Linked DNA regions of Mus musculus: region 1 is linked to region 2. A link is a contact called in public promoter capture Hi-C data. All regions are on one chromosome and are shown on one strand. The core of a region is the stretch at or near the end of the contact, and the rest is flanking DNA. Distances in the headings are between cores, read along the strand shown.

What was found. Capture Hi-C pulls out chosen DNA fragments and counts their contacts.
Region 1: a contact with region 2 is called in a promoter capture Hi-C map of pancreatic islet. The contact joins two enhancer-like sites. A contact is called at or near these places in 2 of 9 other capture datasets (adipose tissue and pancreatic islet).

The regions. Positions count from the first base shown.
Region 1 is chr2:164,052,691-164,055,390 of GRCm38.p6, forward strand. Tomm34 (translocase of outer mitochondrial membrane 34) reads right to left here. Exons shown (of 7, transcript NM_001291155.1): 6 at 2,011-2,137; 7 at 850-1,817. The coding sequence ends at 1,713. Among named protein-coding and RNA genes, the nearest start is that of Tomm34, 17 kb to the right of the region's middle. Within about 2 kb of position 1,356, at least 30 of the 459 cell types and tissues checked have an H3K27ac peak or open chromatin away from gene starts, as enhancers often do. A contact at or near this core is called in pancreatic islet, where this site is marked.
Region 2 is chr2:163,410,725-163,413,424 of GRCm38.p6, forward strand. It overlaps Oser1 (oxidative stress responsive serine rich 1), which reads right to left. Exons shown (of 4, transcript NM_025699.2): 3 at 673-786. Among named protein-coding and RNA genes, the nearest start is that of Oser1, 7.4 kb to the right of the region's middle. Within about 2 kb of position 1,282, at least 66 of the 459 cell types and tissues checked have an H3K27ac peak or open chromatin away from gene starts, as enhancers often do. A contact at or near this core is called in pancreatic islet, where this site is marked.

The sequences.
Region 1 (2,700 bases), core at 106-2,605, 640 kb after region 2:
AGAACTATGAGTACCTTTTAAGGCCCCTCTATACTGATTCCACAGTTGGCAGCTTTTGCCTTTACTTTTTGTGGTGCCAGGGCTTGAACCCAGGGCTTTGTGTATGCTAGGCAAATGCTCTACCACTGAGCTACACCCCCAACTCTTAGGAGTCTCTTCTGAATTCAGTTCAAACTCCCCTTTCCAGGGGACTTTCACCCTTCTATTGTGCAAACTTCATGGAGGCAGACAAGACACCTGGCTGCTAATTATCCCTTCATTATGCCTAAAGCAGCCGCTTTACCCTTAACTATCTGATCAACTTCTTGTCTTCACAGGGCCATTTTTCAGAGAGCAGGGACTGGATATAGTCATCCCACTTCCCTTGGACTATACGCAATGCTTGGGTTGTTCTAAAAGTTCATTTAATAAATAGATCAATGTCTAAGAACCAGTAGCTTTTTCTTTCATAGATCATTCCATATCTTTTTTTTTTTTTTTTTTTTTTTCCGAGACAGGGTTTCTCTGTATAGCCCTGGCTGTCCTAGAACTCACTTTGTAGACCAGGCTGGCCTCGAACTCAGAAATCCGCCTGCCTCTGCCTCCCAAGTGCTGGGATTAAAGGTGTGCACCACCATGCCCGGCTTTTTTTTTTTTTTTTTTTTTTTTTGATCATCCCAAATCTTATTCAGGAAATATTTAAAATTTTAACACTTCTTTTACAGGGTTGAAAATCAGTAGTACAAGAAAGTATGTATAAGATTTAGCTTGCCTTTGCTTCCTGTCTTGTGTGTTATAGTCAGTTGTTACCATGACCAAGTTGCAGGAGCAAACCCGAGAAGGCATAAACAAATGCGTCAGAGCCAGCTGTATAGAAGAAAACCTTTTAATGCAACAGCAACACACACTTCAATAAAATCAGTTCAATTAACTCCAACATATTAACAAAACAAAACAAAACAAAGGAGCCCGAGGGGCTGCTGCTATGGGGGAAAAGGTTAAGTTCCTGCTCAGACTGGAGGGACACTAATCTCAAGGAGGCCTCTCTCCCCATTGCAGGAGGAATCTGGGCTCTTTGAACATCGTAGGTAGCTCAGACAGAAGGCAACAACACAGAGCCTCCAAGGGTTAGGCTCTGCCTTCCCACAAAGGGCCTGGACTAAAGGCACTGGGGCTCAACACAGGACACTGTGTCAAGGACAGGGTGCAGACAGCAGCTGTCTCCTCGAGGAGATGGCAGGCAGCCTTGGAGAACCAGCTCAACAGGCCGCTGTGGCTGCGGACGAGCAAGCACTTCTAGCCTGTCAGCACTCAGGTGAACTGCAGAGCTATGGCGGCAGAGGAAGTCACAGGCACCCAGTCTGTGCATATCTGGGTCAGGGACAGTTGCCAAGGACTGTGTTGACAAGGGCCAGGCAGAAGCAAGCGAATGAGGCCAGGGCTGTTGGCGTCACGCTTTTTTAAATTAAAAATAAAACAAAACAAAAACCTCTAGTGGGGACCTTTCTGGAAAAAAAAAAGAAGAAAAAAAAAAAGAGTCCTGTGCTTGTCTGTAATGGACTTAATCTGAACAAGTAAAATGTGTCAGGTGAAAGGCTGCTACCTCTCCAAGGAGTCAAAGTGGGGTTGATTTTGCACTCCCTTGGCGGCATGCTGGGCATTGGGGCAGATGCAAGGGAGGCCCTGGCTTCTCTGGGAAGGTCAAGTTCAGGGTCCCTGTTGCCCTCTACGGTTTAGTTCATGTTCTGGTTAACTTCCTGCCGTAACTTCTGTGCAGGGCCATTCCTGGGTTCAATTTGTAGGAGGCTGCTGATATCCGAAAGGCTTGACTTATAGTCCTATAAAAGAGAAAGAGAGTTGGGGAGGGGACCTAGAGGACACAAAAACGGGGGTGGGGAATGGATGGACAGACAGATGACAGCTGCTGATGCAAGATCATGGAGCTTTTCCAGGGCTTGGGAGAAGGAACACTGGAGTCAGCACCCGCAGAAAGCTCTAGCTAGGCCTGGGTGTCTGCGGGGGAATCTTTACCTTGAGTGCCTTGTAGGCTTGAGCCCGTCTGTAAAACGCCTTTACATTCTTCCCATCCAGCTTGAGGGCTTCTGTGCAGTCCTTTACTGCCTCCTTGTACTGCTTCAGGACCAGGTGACAGAGCGCTCTGATGCAGAAAGGCCATCGCAGAAGTTCAGTCACTTGTGGACTCCCCCCCAACCCTCCCCCACACACAGCAAGCCTGAGGCAGCTGGGGAATGACCTGGTTTGCTAAACACCTGCTCAGTGCTGTAGCTCTACCTTCAATCGTCTCAGTTCTCCCCACCTCTTGACACTTTATGTTTGTGCGCATGTTCTGGTGCCCGTGGAGGACAGGTGTTGGAACCTCTGGAGGTGGAGGTGGCTCTGAGCCACCCTGTAGTACTGAGAACTGGAACCAGTTCCCTGGAGCAGCCAGTCCTGTTAACTGACGAGCCATTTCTCCAGTTCCCTACCTTTTCCCGCAGATGCAAAGGCTATGAGAAACTTTCCACAGTTGTCTCTGTGCCAGTCTGCACACACCTAGAGCCTGACCCTGCACAATACCACCACTCATCATTCTGCATCAGGTTCTCTAAGCAAAGAAAACTTTCCCAAAACCTTCCCTCAACAGACGGAAAAAAGCAAATGCATGCGTATTAACTACTAGTTAACACTGCTGGCATCTCGGGGTAGAGTGTGAAGATGGAA
Region 2 (2,700 bases), core at 32-2,531:
TAGTTTAAGAATGGCCCCCATAGGCTCCTATGTTTGAATACTTGGCCCCCTGTTGGTGGAACTGTCTGAAATGATTACAAGGTATGATCTTGTCAGAGGTGTGTCACTGGAGGAGGGCTCTAAGGTTTCAAAAGTCCACACCACTGCCACTGTCTCTCTTCCTCACAGCTGTGTATCCAGAAGTGAGCTCTCAGCTACCACTCCAGAACTATGTCCACCTGCCGGCCTACTTACTACGCTCCCTGCCACGATGGGTAAGGACTCCAACCTCTGAAACTGTGAGGCCCAAAACTCGTTCTTCTATCAGCTGCCTTGACCATGGCATCTCTTCACATCAGAAAATAAATGAGACAAACAAGACGAAAGTCTTTAAGGAGTGGGGCCTGAGCTGGCTCTGTGGTTAAGAGCATTTGCTTTTCTTACAGAGAACCCAAATGGCTCACATCTTCCTTGTAAATCCAGTTCCAGGGATTCCAACACTGCACAGGCACATGCATATACCAAAAAAAAAAAGTCCTTATGCTAAGCCTGACAACCAGAGTTTGATCCCTGAAACATATGCGGTGGAGAACTAAGTCTCAAAAGTTGTCCTTTGATTTCCATACACACTCCCTGGAAGGTACCACACCCCAAATAAATAATCATAATTAAAGGGAAGGGGGGCACTCTTACCCATGCCAACTGTCTTTAGATGCACACATGGTTTTCGGTTTGGTATCATCGGCTGCTGTTCTGGCTGATGCTCTGACACTTGGGCCTTCTCCAACAGACAGAGATATGATGGACCTGAGGACAAGAACAAAGTTTACTATGATGAAAAGCTACATCACGAGGACAACTTTCCACCCTCACTAACCCCAATACAACTTTGAATGACACCTTTTCTTTCTAGTTTACACTTCTCAAAATTTAGCTTTGATCTGGGCATGGTGGCACACATCTTTAATCCCAGCACTCAGGAGGCAGAGGCAGAGGCAGGTGGATCTGTGAATTCAAGGCCACCCTGATCTACAAGGCAAGTTCCAGGAAAACAGAGAAACCACATGTTTGGATTATTATAAGAGACACTATGGTAAATGCTTGTAATCAAAGCTGGGTAGGGGAAACAGTTACACAGGGAAATCCTATCTCAAAAACTAATCAGTCAATAAATAAGAAAACAAATAGAAAAATTAAGCTTTTAATGTGAAATTTCCTCCAAAACCAAACTGGAAAGATCCCTAAAAACCTTTGATTGCAAGATCATAAGCCAGAGCAACCAGCAGTGCAACCAGCAGTGAGCTATAAATAGAGCTTCAGTCTGTTTATCTGGGGCAGATCAAGCCTTCTATGTTCAGAGAGAATGCTAATGACACCGATGTTCTTTCACCTACGAAACCACAGACATAGGAACTAAGTTTAGGAGCCTATCGTTAAGAGTCAATTCAACTAGCAAAGAATGGCGTTTCTGAGTATTTTACAACTTTGAGAAAGATGTTCCTATTCTTACAACTAGCAAATCTGAACTGCTGTTACTCTGTTACAGCTTTACTCTAAAAGTGTACAAAAGGAATATGGGTTCCCAGCTAAGAACATTTTCTTAAAAATGTAAATGAGAACCATCTGTATCAAGACTATCAACCTTAGCATTTTGATAGAAGTCCTTTCAAAATATATATAACACAAGAATCTGAGTTTGAACCCCAAAATTAAAATTAAAAAGCCAAGTGTAGTTGTGTGTGCTTATAATCACAGAGCTGGTTGGGGGAAAGATAGGATCCAGGGACTCACTGGTTGGCCAACCTAGCCTACTTGGCAAGCTCCAGGCTAGTGAGACAGTTTGTCTTTAAAAAACAAACAAAAAACAGATGGATAGCACCCATGGAATAGCAGTCCAAGTTGTCTTGTCTACAAACACACACACACACACACACACACACTCGCACGCAAGCCCACGCGCACACACATCCAAACATGGTAGTGCCTGATTGTAATTCTAGAAGAGTGGCAGAAGGACTGCAGTAAGTTAAGTCCAATCTGGGCTACATACTACAGAAAGGTGCAGGCCAGCCTGGGCTACCTAGTAAGACCCTGTCCTAAAAGTATAAGCACAAAGAACTTTTAATGACATGAGAGTACGTTTGAATTATCGTAAGAGACACTATGGTAAATGCCAGTGCACAGCATGATCTAAAACACTATACCCTCAATCCCAGCACTCAGGAGGCTGAGGAGGATCACAAGCCTGGAATCAGCCTGGCTAAACCGAAAGACCTTGTCCATACCTCAGAAAAACATCAAAGCCGGGCATGGTGGCACACACCTTTAATCCCAGCACTTGGGAGGCAGGGGCAGGCAGATCTCTAAATCTGGTCTACAGAGTGAGTTCCAGGACAGCCAGGGCTACACAGAGAACCTTGTCTCGAAAAACAACAACAACAAAAAAAAAAAAAAAAAAAAAAAAAAAAGAAAAAAGTAAATTGTGACTCTTCTTATTCTTAGCCTTTTATTTTTCCTAAAATATTTTATAGTCAAATTAAAAGGTTTATTGATTTATAATACAAAGACATTTGTTCTGATAAGACAAATACCACTGAAAATCAAAACCTGTTTAACAGGATCATGCTAAACTCCTAGTAAAGCGTAATGAGTCAGTCCTCGGCAGTCCCCTTCGTCAGGGTGTATGACAACAGTAGGAAACAGAAACAGTCACTGCAGAGA